2 separate regions of the Danio rerio genome follow, and region 2 is linked to region 1. A link is a contact called in public HiChIP or PLAC-seq data. All regions are on one chromosome and are shown on one strand. Each heading gives the region's core, a stretch centred on a gene start, on an enhancer-like site or on the middle of the called end of the contact. The rest is flanking DNA. Distances are from core to core; before and after follow the strand shown. Region 1 holds the start of cc2d2a (coiled-coil and C2 domain containing 2A). Region 2 holds the start of tcp1 (t-complex 1).

Region 1 (3,781 bases), core at 926-3,425:
CAACTTGACACCTAAACGTTATTGTCAATAACTGTGCATTATAGACTCACCGGACACTTTATTAGGTACACCTGTCCAACTGCTCGTTAATGCAAATTTCTAATTAGCCAATCACAAGGCAGCAACTCAATGCATTTAGGCACGTAGACATGGTCAAGACGATCTGCTGCAGTTCAAAGTGAGCATCAGAATGAGGAAGAAAGGGGATTAAAGTGACTGAACGAGGCATGGTTTTGGTGCCAGATGGTCTGATCTGAGTATTTCAGAAACTGCTCATATACTGGGATTTTCACGCACAACCATCTCTAGGGTTTACAGAAAACGGTCCGACAAAGAGGAAATATCCAGTGAGCGGCAGTTCTGTGGGCGCAAATGCCTTGTTGATGCCAGAGGTCAGAGGAGAATGGCCAGACTGGTTCCAGCTGATAGAAAGGCAGCAGTAACTCAAATAAGCACTCATTACAACCGAGCTCTGCAGAAGAGCATCTCTGAACACACAAAATGTCCAACCTTGAGGCGGATGGGCTACAGCAGCAGAAGACCACACCGGGTGCCGCTCCTGTCAGCTAAGAACAGGAAACTGAGGCTACAATTCACACAGACTCACCAAACTGGACAATAGAAGATTGGAGAAACGTTGCCTGCTCTGATGAGTCTCCATTTCTGCTGACACATTTGGATGCATAGAGATAAAGTTGGTTTTATATTCTCACATTCATTAATTAAACAGTCTCTATATTGTTTACCATGTTTCTTTGAATATTCAATCGGAAGTAGCATGCAAGTATACTTCTAAACAACATTAACACTATCTAATTCACTGTGAACAATGTTGTACTTTGAAAGTCATTGGCTGCCAATATGATTTCCCTATTCAGAATTTGCAAAGAATACTTTTTTGAAATTATATTATTAAGGAGAATGTCTGAATATAAAACCATCTTTACCTCTATTTTGGATGGTCCGGTCAGAATTTGGCATCAACAACATGAAAGCATGGATCCATCCTGCCTTGTATCAACAGTTCAGGCTGGTAGTGGTGGTGTAATGGTGTGGAGGAGATTTTCTTGGCACACTTTGGGCCCATTAGTACCAATTGAGCATCATGTCAACGCCACAGCCGACCTGAGTATAGTTGCTGAACATGTCCATCCCTTTATGAGCACAGTGTCTCCATCTTCTGGATAACACACCATGTCATAAAGCGTGAATCATCTCAGACTGGTGTCTTGAACATGACAATGAGTTCACTTTACTCAAATGGCCTCCACAGTCACCAGAACTCAATCCAATAGAGCACCTTTGGGATGTGGTGGAACGGCAGATTGGCATCATGGATGTGCAGCCGACAAATCTGCAGCAACTGCGTGATGCTATCATGTCAACATGGAGCAAAATCTCTGAGGAATATTTGCAGTGCCACGAATATTTGTTGAATCTCTGCCACGAAGGATTAAAGCAGTTCTGAAGGCAACAGGGGTCCAACCCGATACTAGTAAGGTGTACCTAATGAAGTGGCCGGTGAGTGTAAGTATATTTAACATAGAAATACCGCACTCTGTTGTTACCTGTTTATCATCCCTGACTTTTCCTAAAGACTCCTGCAGTTCTCTCCTCTTCTTCTTTATTTTCTCTCGTACATCACTGAGGACAACAGGACAACTTAAACTTAGAAACAGCCGTAAAACAGAATTGCTCTAAGCTTATACTCAAGTTAACGTATAGTAAAAAATAAAAACAGATTAATGTTAACAGTTACCCTGGCGATGACATTGTGCTCTAACGTTATGCATTAAACGTTACTGACGTCAGAAATCTTCCCAATACATCTCAGATCTTCAGTGTGGACCTCACAGCAGCTCCTGGATGACACGGTTCGTTAATAAAACATTCATAATGGAGGGATAAACTGCATAGCATTAGTTGAGTAAAGTTAAAGTTAGCAACAGCCTTTTATAAAGTAACGTTAGCCGAAATCTCTTATTAACAGCAGACTGTAGTCGCTCGAGGCAGGAAATAAACATTATTCTGCTCAAAAGACAAAAGAGAAACTTTCCAGATTATAGAATTATTCCACTGAAATAGTTAGTAAATGTAATAAATCTGTATTTAGCTTTACCGTCGTGCGCCGTCTCGCTGCCTGGTAACGGGTGTAAATAATCTACAACCGAACATACGGTTTGCGTCCGGATCATCCCTTTCACGTCAGCGTTTGTTCTCATTGGCCCACAGGCCCGTCAATCACCCAAATCTGGATACGTCACGCGGCAGCTCGAGCTCAATCCTGCATGAATATAAAAAAATATTAATATTAATTGTTCATTTTGTGGGCAGCACCCTGAGTCCCTGGTTCACTTATTTTGGCAATGCAATTACTCTAGGTTGCTTTGGAAAGACTTCTTACTTTTTATAATTGAGAATGTTGATGAGGAATTTTCCTTGCTGTGGGAGAATGTTTTGTTTGGTTTTGTTGATTATGGAACGGGGGCTTTACATAAAAAGAAAACATATTTTCTTAATCTTCTTGTCTTGTTAACAAAATTTTATATCCATAAATGTAAATTTTCAAACCAAAAACCTTTTTTTAATATTTTGCTTACTGAAATGCAGTATTACTTTGAAACAGTGTCTAACTCTTTCTCAAAAAAGGCTTTAAAAATAACTGAAATTTGTAAATTATATAATATTTTTCTTTAACGTGTAATGTATTTACCCCTCCTGTTTTTTTTTTTTTGTTTGTTTGTTTATTTTTTTGTTATCTGTAGTTATTTCTTTTTCCAAAAATGTTGTTCTTTTTGTCTCTTCAATTTCTTGTTAACATCCTGTGATTGTATATTCTCATTTTCGTATATTAAAAAAAAAAAAAAAAAAAAAAAAAAAGCATGAGACGCGGGCAAATTCTCCATAGAATTTATCCTGCTAAACATGTTTTGGAAAGAATGAAGCTTAATCTTTCATATATGTGTGCATTTTGTGTTCAAGAAAAAGAAACAATTTTGCATCTTTTTTTATCCATAAAAAATTACAAAGATAGAATATACTTAAAATACTGTGTCATACTCTTTTACTCACATAGCCTACTAAAACCCTCATAAGAACTATAAAACATGAAGTCATTGGTTGTTACAAACAAATTGGACAAAAAAACATTTGCTGTATTTTTAGAAACACTGAGCAGAAAAACAACGGAGATCTGCAGTAAAGCTGTTGAGTTTTTATTTATTTATCTTATTTTTATTTTTTTCTAAAGATTGCAAAATGACCTGATGTGGTGAGTATATATTTCCATGTTCTGTGATGTGTGTTATTTGATCCTCTTCAGATGGTTTTAATCATAATTCAGAAAAGGGTGTTTTCTGCCTTCTGAGCTTTGGCTTTCATGTATTTTTTCTCAACTCCAAAAACACTCCATTATACTCTTATTCATGTGAAGAAAACGCAGAAAAACACTACATTGATGTGCTGTAAAATACAGTAAAAACTGTACATTAAGGTATTTAAATATTTCTTGACAAAATCATCTTTCCATAAAGATAGGGAAAAGAGCTTTCAAATCAACCATGCAACACATGTCAGATTTTTCTTCATAATAATCTTTTACGAGCACTTTTTGACAAATCTTTTGTTCCGCTTCGGGTCTCAGAACAGTCCAGATGGCTTTTCTCTGACCACAGAACAACTCTCCCATGACAAACTGAGTTCACAATACAAGAAGTGACTCATCGACACAATAAAACCAATAGAGTCTCTGTTCAAATCTCATTATATAAGATTTTATAAG
Region 2 (3,781 bases), core at 705-3,204, 210 kb before region 1:
AAATGGCCTTAGAAAAATATTACTGGTGTGCACCAGGAGACAAAAAAATAAATAAATGACACTGACATCTCACAACAAGTTATTTTGAGTTGAGACAGCTCAAACATGCAATTTAATCTTGACTAGCTTTAAACCTTGTTTGTGAAACCGGGGGTATAAGTAATAACTTCGATGATTATTAAACAATGCATCCTCAACTAAATCAATACTGCCATTTTGGGGTTTTCTATAATAAATGTAATTTTTGTACTGCACTACTACTCCTGATGTTTTCCATCAGACAGATGATCTGGCATGTAACAGTAAACATCATGGCTTATTCAGACAGGAGGAAACAAGCTTAAACTTACTCCGATGTCGTCCACCAACATCTTGTCCAATCCGACGGGACCGAGAGAGCTCTTCACGATGTTAGCAATGGATGCAGCGGCCATGACTGCAAACGAACCAGTAAAACACATCAGCATGTGAATATTTAACAGTATTCATCAGAAGATGGCTCAGTTATACCTGCTCTGTGAACTGTGCTTACAAGTTAAAATTACTGCTGGGCAAAGATTAATCAATTAACTGCATCCGGAATAAAAGTTTGTTTTGACAAATGTGTGTATTTTATATACATATATATATACATATATATATATATATATATATATATATATATATATATATATATATATATATATATATATATATCACACTCGTAGCAGTGCGATATAGCTGTATGTCGGCACTGGTGGTGGCGTTGACACAACGCACACCTCCCACCAGTGCCGATATACAGCCATATCGCACTGCTACGAGTTTGACGGCATAATTGTGTATATAAAAACAAAACCAAACATGGAGAGTCTCAAAAACCCTTTTGTAAGAGGAACTACTTTCTTCCGCCTTGGGTTCAAATCATAATCTGACAGTTAAACAGTTGAGCAGGCATCTTTTACACTTTAGATCTGTAGTGTCGGCTTTTTGCTGGCTGTATGTGGGCGGAGTAATACACAAAGTGTAAAGAGGCTGTACGGGTGCTGATATTACTTAAATATATCACGGCTATCAACCAATCAGTTTCGAGAACCAGACAGAACTGTTGTATGTATATATATATATATATATATATATATATATATATATATATATATATATATATATATATATATATATATATATGTAGTGAAAGAGAGAGATAGAGAGATAGATAGATAGATAGATTCTCCTTAATATTACAAAGTCAGAACAGTATTCTTTACAAATTCTGAACAGGTAAATCTTATTAGCAGCAAATGACGTTATCAAAATACAAATTGTTCACAGTCAATTAGCTAGTGTTTATGTTGTTTAGAAGTCCTACTTGCATGCTAGTTTCAATCGAATATTCAAAGTAACATGATAAACTATATAGAGACTGCTAAATGAACGAATGTGCGAAAATAAAACCGACTTTACCTCTATGAAACGCATAACGTTATTGGGTCGAAACCAGAGTAGGTCAATAATAACAGAATTTTCATATTTCATACCGCTTGAATTGTTTACCAACTTGAATATCTGGTCTGAAAAATCATGTCTATTATTATTATGACTTCAACACAACATTAGCACCATGTAATTGACTGTGAACAATGCTATATTCAAATAATATCTGGAATTATATTAAGCAGAAAGTTCAAATGTGCGAATATAAAACTTTACTCCAATGACATATTTAGGTCTATAACGTCATTACAGTGTTATAGATCAGTAATGTTAACGCTGTAGTTCCAGTAAGCCGCACGTGCTGCTAGCGGCACCGGCCGCCGCTCCTCCGCTCAAACAGCAGCTGCGTCAGGCCGTTCACCCGGACTCTGCGTTATGTTACGGGTAATTATGATCTCTTCCAAACTCACCGTTTTGAGACCTCACGGACTCGCCAGTCGTCCTCTGGCCGAGCACGCTTAACGGACTGTCTATCATGGACATGTTGGACTGGAGAGAAGAATGGAGGCGCGCGCGGTGGGTTATGGGTAGGCTGGGCGCGGGAGGGGCGCGTGTGGAAACTTCCAGATCAATCGTGACGAGCTGCTCTCAGTTCATAATAAACACAAACACGAGCCACCGAACCACTACAAACACTCAACTCTGCACACCGACGTGCATAAAGAGGTATGTAACCTCACATATCAATACAAAGACTGTTTGACGTATTAAAAACTACATTTCCCCGTTTGCATTTTGTTCTTCTTCTATGATGTTTTATTGCGGTTTTGGGTGCGTTTACCGCCACCCTACAGGATGGATGCATATTGACGTCAAGTTAAAACCTAATTTGAAAGTCTCTGATTTTACCCCTTTTGCAAGATATAAGTCTTTGGTGTCTCCAGAATGTGTCTGTAAAATTTAAGCTCAAAACACCCATCAGATCATTATTAGTTAGACATGAGTGAAGCAGAAATTCAGCTCATTTGTTTAATAGTATTGGGCCCAATCCCAATTCTACCCCATACATACAGATCTGTAAAAAACTTGCCTTTGTGTCATAATAATCTGCCATATTTTCCAGAAAAGAAATCGCAACAGAATATATAGTCACGTGAAAAAAGTTAGGACTCCTTATAAAACTGGTGTGTGTATATAAAAATGATCTGTTGTGTGGCAAATTTGGAAAATGAAACATCAACATTGTGTTAACAGAAGCAAGTCAGGCACGTCCATTTTTCAGTTCCAACCAGGAATCAAACCTGCAACCTTTCTATTACCAGTCCAACTCCCTAACCAGTAGGTCACAACTGGATACTAAAACTGTGACGATCTGTGCTACCTCTTCGCTTAATCTGTAATGTATCGAGATTTAGCAGTCAAATCATAAAAGAATGAAGAAAAAAGTTAATATACTCTATTGGATTCCATTGTGTATCAGAACAAAAACATATCTGGTCCTTTACAGGTCTTACACTTTGTGAATTGAAACATCAGATGGACAACAACTCATCACATATTGCACAAAATGGAGTTCAGCCAGCATCTCATCTCTTCACAGCCTTCAGAACGCAAAATGCTGGATATACGGATTAAAAATGATTCAGCTCCGTCCCTGAAGAGACATAAGGTATGTTTAATTTTGTCTATTGTTAATTTATTGTGTATAATGTGAATTTTGCTGCATATGTTTGTAATGAGGCAACAAACACATGTAGACTGCTGAGTATTTAATGCATGTTTATGCATTGTGTCATATCACTGAGCTCTTACTGTGATTTTTCAGAAGAGAAAGAACTGCAATATACTTCATTAAACATCAGCGGTTTATGCAGAGGTTTATATTAATTCCTGGCTGTGTTTTCATATATGTTAAAGCTACAAAAAGCAAATGTCTTCCTGGCCACACAAAATGAAACCCATTATAATTACCCAATTTTGTTTTTATTAATTCAAAAGTGCAGGATTTGAATAGTCAGGTAAATAATTTGTAATCACATAGGTTTATATTTTGTGCAAAACTGCCTCAGGGTGATGGTAAATTACCAAATGCCATGCTTTAGATCAGGGGTCACCAATCTCGGTCCTGGATTGCCGGTGTCCCTGCAGGGTTTAGCTACAACTTGCCTTAACACACCTGCCTGAATGCTTCAAGTATACCTAGTAAGACCTTGATTAGCTTGTTCAGGGGTGTTTGATTAGGGTTGGAGCTAAAATCTGCAGGACTAAGTCCCTCCAGGAACAAGTTTGGTGACCCCTGCTTTAGATCATTTCAGCTCTGAATATAACACAACACGGAACACTGTGGGTTCAGGAGAGCTTCGCTAGA

The links. HiChIP or PLAC-seq counts read pairs in DNA pulled down with a chosen protein or histone mark.
Region 2: an H3K4me3 HiChIP or PLAC-seq map of gastrula embryo shows a contact between it and region 1, with 2.8 times the contacts expected there. The contact joins the promoter of tcp1 here to the promoter of cc2d2a in region 1. A contact is called at or near these places in 2 of 4 datasets of contacts at active chromatin or transcription factors (embryo and gastrula embryo).

What each region holds. Positions count from the first base shown.
Region 1 is chr23:2,297,172-2,300,952 of GRCz12tu, reverse strand. It overlaps cc2d2a (coiled-coil and C2 domain containing 2A), which reads right to left and starts at 2,175. Exons shown (of 39, transcript XR_012398922.1): 1 at 2,120-2,175; 2 at 1,760-1,862; 3 at 1,569-1,644. c1qtnf7 (C1q and TNF related 7) reads right to left here. Exons shown (of 4, transcript XR_012398925.1): 4 at 3,245-3,781.
Region 2 is chr23:2,510,805-2,514,585 of GRCz12tu, reverse strand. tcp1 (t-complex 1) reads right to left here and starts at 1,954. Exons shown (of 12, transcript NM_131230.1): 1 at 1,884-1,954; 2 at 351-436. The coding sequence starts at 1,950.